Regions from separate parts of the Hordeum vulgare genome. Here region 1 is linked to region 2. Evidence: chromatin contacts called from public Hi-C data. All regions are on one chromosome and are shown on one strand. Each heading gives the region's core, a stretch centred on a gene start, on an enhancer-like site or on the middle of the called end of the contact. The rest is flanking DNA. Distances are from core to core; before and after follow the strand shown.

Region 1 (5,221 bases), core at 2,513-5,012, 340 kb before region 2:
TATCACCTGCTGTTTACTCATCAACGCCTACGGCTTATCTTCAGCTAACTATCTCTCTGTACCTCTCTGCCGAGGCCACGCATGAGTGATGCCATGCTCAAGTAACATCGTCGGCCGTACGGTGCTGGCATGGGCCCAGCGTCATTGGAGCCTTTGCCATCTTCGCCTAAAAAAACGGCGTGCTGGATTGTATAAACGGACGGAGTGGGAGTATAGGACCATCTCCAAGGCGACACCCTATACTCCCTCCGTCGTTAGTCGACGGCATCCGCATACAAGGCATAATTTTTAAGAATAATTCTTTCACCCATGGATAAAATGCTTTGAAAGGCTTGGACTCTTCTAAAAGTCAAGTTCTTTACTTGGTTAGCTCTACAGAATAGGATCTGGACCGTCGACAAATTGGCAAAGCAAGGGTGGCCCAATTATGATCTTAGCTCCGAGGGTGCAAGAATGTGGGACTCACCTCTTCTACGAGTGTCACTACACTAGAAAGCTATGGTCTTTGGTCATTGGCAAATACAACATTTTCAGGCTTTACGTGAACGCTTGGCCCTTGTTTCACTAGGTCGAGGCTTGGTGGACAAGTACTTGTGACGGCGTCTTGTCATTCACACAAGCCAAGTCATCTCTCATCATGCTCGCCTCATGAACTATCTCATACGAGCATAATGCAAAAGGCTTTAGGCAGAAGAGCGTGCCACCTTCTATTTTGCTTGCCTCCATCGCGGCTGAGGCCAGCCTCTCGATCAACGTCTCGATCAACGTCGGTGCCAAAAAAAAATAGGATTCATAATATTGCGAAAGTAATTCACATGCCGTGTAATCGCGTAGTTTGTAACAAACTCTAGCCTTTCTTATTTAAACAATGAGTGAAAGCTTTTGCCTTCATTTTAAAATAAATAAATACTCAGTTTGTCATGTACTGTATTATACAGTAACGATTTCAACGAAATTCTTTTGTGTCATACCGCTAACCAAGCACTACTCCTGCTTATTTCCTTCCCTTCCATAATATAAGATCGTTTTGTACCAAATATTAAGATGGATGTAACGAACCATTCTACCCCGATCAATCGTGCCATTATATTCTACGTATACCCTACTAGTTGGCGGCAAAAAAATATAAAAAAAAAAAACTACCCTACTACCACTAGATTTCCATAAGACATTACCAGCGAAACACGCACGGCAGAGCAAGCATTTCGATTCGAGACGGGTCACTCCTCGCCGAGATGGAGATGCCGGCGTTCCGATTCAAGACGGACACATACCTGACCACGCCAGCGGCCGTCTCGGCCACGCTTGGCCGAGATGCAGACGCGGGCGTTTCGATTCGAGACGGACGCAGACTTGACCTGCGCTCGCTTGCCGGAGAGCGACGGCGGGCCGGCGACCGACGCCGTGTCCACGCCCTGGACCCATCGACTGCAGCCCGCACGAATGTTGGGATATGCTCTGCACTCGCCCATGTCAGCAGGAGAGGAACCAACTTTGTCACGTCGCGGCTTGGCAGTTTACACCGCTGGAGGGCGCGCGACCTGGACATGTGCGGCCAGCGATTAAAGACGACGACGACGACGACGACGACGGATTCATGATCGGAGTAGCAATAAACTTTGCTGCTAAGCACACAGAGAAAATGTGAGGATTTTCGATAAAGTGGAGAAGAGATATGGACCGTGGTGAATTCGAATCCGTTACTGCTTTCTACGATTGACCGACCAGTAGACGGATGGGTCCGAGAGGGAACCATCGCGTCGCGTTCGTGTGGGGTGAAATGCTGCGTACGGCCAACCACAGGCGACGCACGTACAGCGACATGGAAGCGTCGCTTGCACGGGCCATCCCGCCTGACAACTCAAATCCTAAACTCGCTCCCACAACTTAATCTTTCTTCCGTGGCCATGGAAGCTGACAGCAAAAGATCAAGCGAGCGAAGGCGAGAGAGATCGGGACGCACAAACCACCCCGCACCAGCAACGCACGTTCGGCAGCATCACCACTCACTGTTCATCTTCATCAACGCCTACTCAGCTACATGTTGCATGATGCCATTTGGAACACAACCGAGACAGATAGTAGACAGCGAGATCGAACAAAAAAAATGCTCGAGCAATTAACCGTTTAATCAGCGCCACAGTATTACTAGCACACACTCTAATCACAGGCAGGGAAATGTATGTAGTTAATAATCCGCTAATCAATCGCTAAGCATCGGCAGCACGGTGCAATCTTTCTTGTCTTCTCCGGCGGGCTGCTCTGCTACTAGGCGCCGCGGTTGAGCATCTCCTTGTAGTTGAGCAGCGAGTTGAGCCGCTGCAGCTGCAGCTGCTTCCGGAAGCTGTTGATGAAGTCGTCCGCCCGCGCGTCCACGCCGCCCTCCTCCACGGCCTCCTCCATCGGCGGCGGCGGCGGCGGCGGCAGCATCCTCGCCTCCGTGCTCGACTTGCCCATCTTCGCCGCCGGCTTCTTGCCCTTCTTGCTCTGCTCCCGCGCCGGCTCCGACCGGCTCCTGCCGTACTGCGTCGTCTGCGTCTTCTTCTCGTCTGCCGCCGCGACGGCGGACACGGCGTGGTCTTGCGAGGCGGCCAGCTCGGGGGCCAGGTCGCCGGAGCGGAAGCGGTAGAGGCTGAAGGAGCGGAGGCGCTCCAGGACGGACGGCGCGCGCGCGAGCGGCGCCGGCCTGTATGGAGGCACGTACTCCTCGCGGTAGTGCTGCTCCTCCTCCTCTGCCTGCTGCGGCGGCGGTGTCGCGAAGCTGTTGCTGTCGATGAACTCGTTGTCCGCCCTCGCGTGCTCCACGAGGTCGTCGTCGTCCTCCTCCAGCACGGCTGCCTGGACCACCCGAGCCGCCGGCGCCGGGGTCACCTCGGCCCTCCTCGCCTCGGAGCTCGACCTCTTCATCCTGGACGGCGGCGCCCGCCTCGCCTCCTCCCGCGCCGGGGGCTCCGACCGGCTCCTGGCGTGGTGAGCATCTCCGACCGTCGGCGCCGGTTCAGGAGAGACCGTCACGTCCCGCGAGTCGGCCCCAGCACCGTACTCGGGCGGGAAGTCGCCCGAGCGGAAGCGGTATAGGCCGATGGAGCGGAGGCGGTCGAGCACCGACGAGGTGCGCGCGAGCGGCGCCGGCGGCGGGGGCACGTACTGCTGCTGCTGTTGCTGCTGGTCGCGGTAGTACAGATCCTCCTGATGCTGCTGCTGCTGCGGCTCCACGTGTTGGAACCGTTGTTGTTCTTGCTGGTGGTGGTCGTGGCGGCGCGCGTCGTCGGCGTCGTGGCCGCCCTGGCGGCGGCGCTGGTGGGAGCGGGAGGTGAGCAGGATGGTGCCGATGACGAGGTTGACGGTGAGGAAGAGCGTGGCCGGCGTGAAGAAGCCCCGCACGGCCTCCCACGCGCCGAGCGCCGCGGCCGCCGCGCCGTCCATGTGCACCGGCTGGCAGGGAGGGAGGGAGGAGGGCGCGCGGTTGGAGAGCAGGATGTGGGGATCGAGGGGGAGGTGGTGGCCGGGGTGGATTGGCGCTGGATGATGGGGTTGGGTTGCGGGGAGTCCTACAACTAGAAGCGGTGGTGGTGGGCAAGCGATTAAATGGTAGTATGGTGGTGGTGGCTGGGGATCGGGGCGCTGACTTGGCGGGTGGAAAACGTGGGAATCCAAGTGCCGAGTGCCGACCCGCCGGGATCGCGGGCGGACTGGCCGCCCCCCTGCCTGCATGGCATCTGTGGGCGGGCCACACGGACGCGGCATCTCACTCACGCTCCGCACGCAATTGCCGGCAGATTTCGCTGCCGTCGTGTGCATGCAGCCAAGCCAAGTTTTCCTCCACCCACCGGCCGGCTCCCGACTCATGAGAGCTAACTCCAACCAACCACGCGACCCATTTCGTCGACCCGTATTCGTTCAGATCGTCGCGAACGGAAAACACAAACCAACACGTCGATTAAATAGACGCATCTACGCTTTTCATTCATTTTGTGTCTACTCCAAGTTTAAAATTGAAATGAATTTGCGTCCACGCGTACAAAAGACGTACACGCGACGCCCGCCCTTCTCCTCCCCCTCACCCTCTCGTCGGTGGCACAGAGCCATCATTTCCACCAAAAATTTCTCGCCCACCTCTCCCCGCGCGCCCTGGACGACGACGCGCCGACCCTCGACGCCGGGAGCCGCGGCAAGCGAAAAGGTCCGGCGCCGGCCAAGAAGAAGAAGGTCCTCACGCCCGAGGAGCGCGTCGGACAATCGTTGAGGAGGAAGAGCCGCCGGCATCTGCAAAAAGCCAGGAACGAGGTCGCGGCCGCGTCATCCCTCACCGTCGCCTTGGAGGAAGAGGCCAACATCATGAAGAACAGTCAGCTCGTCCGCGACGCTACGAAGCAAACCCTGCTGATGCTAGGGTTAAACCCAAGCAGCACGGGCTTGTTGCTGCCATTGCGGCCACGTCTAGCACCGGCTCGTAGCCCCTTCGTCACCAACTTCCGGACTCGCTGCGCATGTCCTCCACGCCGGCGACGCACGGCTTTCAGCGGCGCCACCCGCAGACCTCCTGTCCTGTCCTACACTACAGGCTCCGGTTCACCCTAGATGAGCGTGATCGCACCTGGCACTCCAGCACCCGCGGGCATCGACCTCAATGTTGTGCTTGTGGGCGGTGGATTGTCCTCCGGGGGTGCGTGAAAACGGCCTCGTGAGCTCGCCGCCGACGCCATGGAGAACGCCCGCGACCTGTTCGACGGAATGCCGACTGCGAAAGACGAGGCCAACCGCGTGCTCATGGAGGGCCTCATCTTCAAAGGTGGTGGCCGTGGCATCCCTTACGATCCCGATGAGATGCAAAGCCAAGATGGCATGGTGTACTCGTTTGGTGAAGGCATTCCCGACCCCTTATGGAGGACCAACTCGGCTTGGGCAACTCTTTTCCGCTTGATCACAAGTTCTCGAAAGACTATGGCCTTTAATGAAGAGGATGATGAAGTGGACATTGATAGAGAGCCTTTGTTCGATGAGCTCCCCGCCCAAGCCAATGCCAAGAATAACAAGCTGAAGAGCAAGCGGACCAAAGCATACACACAAAATGAGGATAAACTTCTTTGTGACTGTTGGAGAGACATTGGTCAAGACCCCAAGATAGGTTCCGAGCAAAAGGCTTCGACATTTTGGCAAATAGTGCATCACGAGTTCCACGAGCACAAGAAGGTTAAACCATACCGAATGAAGAGCAAGC
Region 2 (5,126 bases), core at 824-3,323:
TGGCGGCCTGGAGACGTGGGAGCAGGGTGACCGGGTAGGGAGGCATCGAGATTTGGCAGCTCGGCGGGATGGAGAGAAGGAGAGGGGGCGGTGGCGGCGCAGGAGTAGGGTGGCCGGGTGGGGAGGCGTCGAGATGTGGCGGTCCGGCGGCATAGGGTGGTGGCCCAACGACGCAGGAGCAGTGTGGCCGGGCGGGAGGCGTCGAGATGCAGCGGCCCGGCGGGATGGATATGAGGAGAAGAGGCGGCGGCGGCGCAGGGGTGGCGGCCCGGCTGTGCAGGACTAGGGTGGCCTGTCTGGGGAGGCGGCGACGCAGGGTGGCGGGGATCTGACGGCTGGCGGCGGCACTGGGGTGGTGGAACGAAACGGGTGGCTCTGTTTTGGCCCTGTTGCGGTGTATTCCTAGTGGCAATTTGAACGTAATATCGCCATTCAATAGGGATAGCAGTTCAAAACGAAAGGTTTTCTTTTGAGTGGCTGGCTAGAATTGTCAGAATTGTCTGGTTTTCACAATTCTGAAAATGCACTAGTAATTCTCGTAATTCTCACATAATGATCGGGAAGAAACGAGTTCTTTTGAAATTGTAATTTCTCGGGAAATAATTCTTAAGAATTGAGTCAAAAGAACTGGCCCTTAGCTATCGAGTACACAGAGGTCCATCCGCCTGGTGACGCCGGTTGTAGATATTTTTATCATGGGCACCGCTCTGCGTCGGCGTACCAGCGCGAGCGCTCCCGTCGGTCGGGCGACAGTCGTTCGATATGACTGCGATAGCCGGCGCACAACCCCGCGTGCCTCCGACTTCCTGCCGCACGAGCACCCCATCCCTCTCCCCCTGTCGTCGCCGCTCGTGCGCGCACACGCTTGTCCCCCGAACTCCAGTTTGAAGCTTTTTTCACTTTGGTTGAAACTTTTTTCATGTCATTTGAAGCTTTTTCCATAACGATTGAAGCTTTTTCCATGTCGCTTGAAGCTTTTTGCTGGTTGTAGCAAAAATGACAGGCTTTCCTCGTCGGTCTGTGGTTGAAGCTTTTCAGACATATGGTTGAAGCTCTTGTGTCAACGATTGCAGTTTTTTGTGTTTCGCTGTCGCCGGTTGAAGCTTTTTTCTAACCGGTTGAAACTTTTTTCATCGTCGGTTGCAACATTCGCGGTTTGCGTGGTGGGTGGCCCTTGATTCCCCTCGTCTCTGGTTGAATCTTTCGACAATGCCGGTTGTAGCATTTTTTATCGCCGGTTTGAAGATTTTTTCGTCCCCGGTTGCAACATCGTCTTCTCTGTCATAGCTTTTCGTCTCCAACACCGGTGGCATCCGATGCGATTCCATGACGGCCGACGGAACGAGATCCAACAGGGGAGAGACGCCGGCCTAAAGGAACACCGCGGATCTACCCGACGAAGGCAGGGGCCGGCGATGTCGACGGCAACAGCGCAGGGGCGCGCGGGGGAAGTACGCGAGGGGACGACGACGGCCTGCGCAAAGGGAAACGCCGATCCACGCAAATCGAATGAATGTGGTGCGTCCGGCCGAAACGGTTCTCCGAGAGCGCCGTGTATAGATGTTTATCATTCATCTATACTTGTGAGAAACAGCGCGTGAAAGCGCACCAATGGTCCGTTGTGCCCACGGCTCCCGACGCCTTGCCGTGGCGAGGCCGCCGTCGACCGGCCAGCGCGAGCCCATCGTCCCCGCCTCCCCCAAGGCCGTCCGTTACTGACATGTGCGCCCACGTTCGCCGTGGACCCGACGGGTCAGCGTCCCGGGCCCATCCCACGAGAAAGCCACGTTCCAGACGCGTCCTTCTTTCCCGGAAACCGACGCGCCACGGGAACTCCGGCGTGCCTCCTCCCACCTGAACCAGCAAACACGTGGGTCCCACCCCCAACTCGAGTGCCGGGCCCGCGGTCAGCGTCCCCGGCGTGCTCGCCATCGGGGCCAGCTTTCCTTGTCGCCGTTCGAAATTCGAATCGAACGCCCTCCCACGAGCACGAGGCGGAGCGAAACGGACGGTCGGAAGCTCCCCCCGGAGGAGAGAAAAAGACAACGGCTACCTCCCCCACCACCCCCGCTTCCGTTTTGTCTCGTCCACATCGGCGTTCTTCTTCTTCATCGGTCGTCACCCCTTTCCTCCTCAGTCCTCACTCACGCCCGCAGTGCCACGCGGACGTCGATGGGGAAGTGGATCAGGTCGCTGGTGGGCCTCAAGGCGCCGTCGTCGTCCGCCGCGCCGGGGAAGGGGCCGCGGAAGTGGAGCCGGCTGTGGCGGGGCGCGTCCAGGGACGCCGCCGGGGGCTCCGAGACGTCCTCGACCACGTCGTCCACGGTCGTCGCGGCCGTGGCGCGGGCGCCGCCCGCAGACTTCCGCGTGATCAGGCAGGAGTGGGCCGCCGTCCGCATCCAAGCCGCCTTCCGCGCCCTCCTGGTATGGTAAACCCAACGCGCAGATTACTCCCACGGTTTCGTGCCACCACTACGTATTCTGATCTCTGATGCGCTGCTGGGTGTCGATGAACTGATGATCTCGCGTGCGGTTGATCAGGCGAGGCGGGCGCTGAAGGCGCTGCGGGGCATCGTGCGGCTGCAGGCGCTGGTGCGCGGCCGGCTGGTGCGGAGGCAGCTCGCCGTCACGCTCAGCCGCATGGAGGCGCTGCTGAGGGTGCAGGAGCGCGCCATGGAGCGCCGGGCGCGCTGCTCCGCCGACGCGCACTCGCAGTCACAGGACGCGCCCACCGACCGCAACGGCCGCGCCCACCCTCTCAGGGAAACCGAGGTGCACACGTGTTTCCATCGCAACATGTCGTACTATTTGCATTACTCGGTAATGTTGAGAATGTACATGTCATTTTTATTCCTGCAATGCAAAGCTGACTGAATGGCTCCATTCCTTGTGGTGAGAATATGTTTTTTTTTTTTTTTGTGGGGAGCATTTGATGGAGGATCGGAGGAGACTGTGCCTTCCTGAAATATGGGCCTCCACTTCTTCTTTTTAGTTAGTTGTGGCCCATGGGCTCTGTTGTTGAGTCCACTCGCTTCCATTCCGAAAGGGAAAAAAAAACAGTCGTATGATGGCACAAATATTAGTTTCCTCCAAAAGAATGCCATTTAGTATTTTTTATCAGATCTGAATTCTAGTTATGGAGTAGTAACAAATCTTGACATGCACACGTTCTGCATCTAGTTGGTAAATAATTACTTGTACAAACAAAATTTTATTTGACCATGCGTTTTGGAGATCGTTTCGCTTCGAGTGAATTCCGGGATGATTTTGAAGCTGGAAATCGTCATCTGAATGCTCGACTCCCAAAGGGAGTTCAATTTAGTTCAAGTAGGTTCTTATATTTCAACTCTTGTATTTTTCTTTTCTTCTAGAGCAGCTTATGCATGATTTGAAAGGTTTGTACTGGTTCCTTAAAGAGAAAGAGATGTCTGGCTTAATATGGCTACTTTTATCTGAGAAGGACTTCTACCAGTATGACTAAGACTGATACGGACAGTTAAACTTCTTTTGTTTCGGATGATGATTGAGTCCATTATAAGATTGTTGGATTTTGCTTTCACATGTACCATGCATGTTTGAATCGATCCTTGTAGTGACGATGTTAGGTGAGAAAAGCAATACGTATACACCAAGGAGATGATATCTTATGCAATTAGTGATAGCCAACCATGTTTTAAGTTCAGAACACAGCTTACACACAATGGAGCCCAGAGGACATTTTTACATTTCTGTAAACTAATGAGGATGAGCAAATATAATATATTTGGTGTTTCCATTGGAGGAACTATGTAAGTTGATTAAGAGATGTGATATCATACTGGTTTGTGACGTAACTAACATTGTTAGCACTGTAGGAACAATGGTGTGACAGGCAGGGTTCTGTCAACCAAGTAAAATCAAGGATGCACATGAAGCATGAGGGCGCAGTGAAGAGACAAAGGGCAATTGCTTATGCTCATTCTCACCAGGTAAATGCTGAACCAATGGGAGATCTGTAATACTGCGTACACACCTTAATTTGATACTGAATTTTGCTCATAATTGCTCCAGCGACAGAGTTCAAGATACAGTGGAAGGCCAAGCTCCCCTGCAAGGTCCCTCAGGAACCACGAGTCTTATATAGAAGGATGGATGGCAACAAAACCCTGGGAGAGCACGCATGTGGACTCAAACCTCGGCGAGTCGCGGCGTCTACAGAGCTACAAGGAGAAGATGAACTTTGAAGATTCCAAATATTCATGTGCTGGCTCCATCAAGATCAGAAGAAACAATGAGTCAACCAGGGTTGAAGCAATGCCTCAACTGGCTCTCTCGGCTTCCTCTTCGGACTTTGGGTGCGATGAGAGCTCTCCGTCGACATCTTCGATGACCCCTGGATACTCTGCCAACACCTTGGGATCAGAGGCGAGATCCGGCAGTGGTGGAGGGCCGGGCTACATGAGCTTGACCAAAGCTGCTAAAGCAAGGCTGGAGGACGCCAGCGACAGTCGTAGAGGGCCGTTTCAGCTACAGAGGCAGCGATCTGGGGGCGTGCCGTATTACAACAGAAGGGTAGCACTCTCGTCGTTGGACTCCGAGAGCAATGCCGGCTCGGATGTTTCGGTCGCCGCAAGGAGATTGAACAGCTTGTCTCTGAAAGGCCAGAGCATGACCCGAAGCTTGGACAAGGAGAATGAGAGTTGGTTCTAGGTTGTTACTTGCTCGCATGGACAAACCCAGTTTGCACCTTGCATACTTTTTTCACAAGTTTCTTCTGCTTTAGCATTATATTTGTACACACCCAGTGTCAAGTTCATGTCCTCATTGCTTGCATCAATAAATATCTTAGATGACATTGGTCAGACAATTGCAAAGAACACTGAGTTGGAAAAAAAACGGCCATCTAATGTGTTACTGGCATGTGGTCCCAACCGCCTCACTGAGTTGGTATATCCTCCTAATTTAAAACCTCTTCTGAGACCGTCTTTTGTTAATCACATCTCCAAGTCATCTACTGCTGAGGACACATGTCAAAAGTTGAATCTCCTGGCTCTACTGCGAGCATCTCCAACAAGTTCCTTAAAAAACAACCCTCAAAGTGGTTATACGGGATATTCATATAATTTAGGGGATGTTTGCAGGTCAGG

Evidence for each region. A called contact is a pair of places that touch in the nucleus more often than the background predicts.
Region 1: a Hi-C map of leaf shows a contact between it and region 2, with 5 times the contacts expected there. The contact joins the promoter of LOC123417211 here to the promoter of LOC123448182 in region 2. A contact is called at or near these places in 2 of 6 Hi-C or Micro-C datasets (both in leaf).

The regions. Positions count from the first base shown.
Region 1 is chr1H:486,235,530-486,240,750 of MorexV3_pseudomolecules_assembly, reverse strand. It overlaps LOC123417211 (pathogen-associated molecular patterns-induced protein A70-like), which reads right to left and starts at 3,762. Exons shown (of 1, transcript XM_045106888.1): 1 at 2,019-3,762. The coding sequence starts at 3,747. The coding sequence ends at 2,269.
Region 2 is chr1H:485,889,939-485,895,064 of MorexV3_pseudomolecules_assembly, reverse strand. LOC123448182 (protein IQ-DOMAIN 6-like) reads left to right here and starts at 2,073. Exons shown (of 4, transcript XM_045124996.1): 1 at 2,073-2,424; 2 at 2,542-2,772; 3 at 3,855-3,968; 4 at 4,051-4,949. The coding sequence starts at 2,173. The coding sequence ends at 4,689.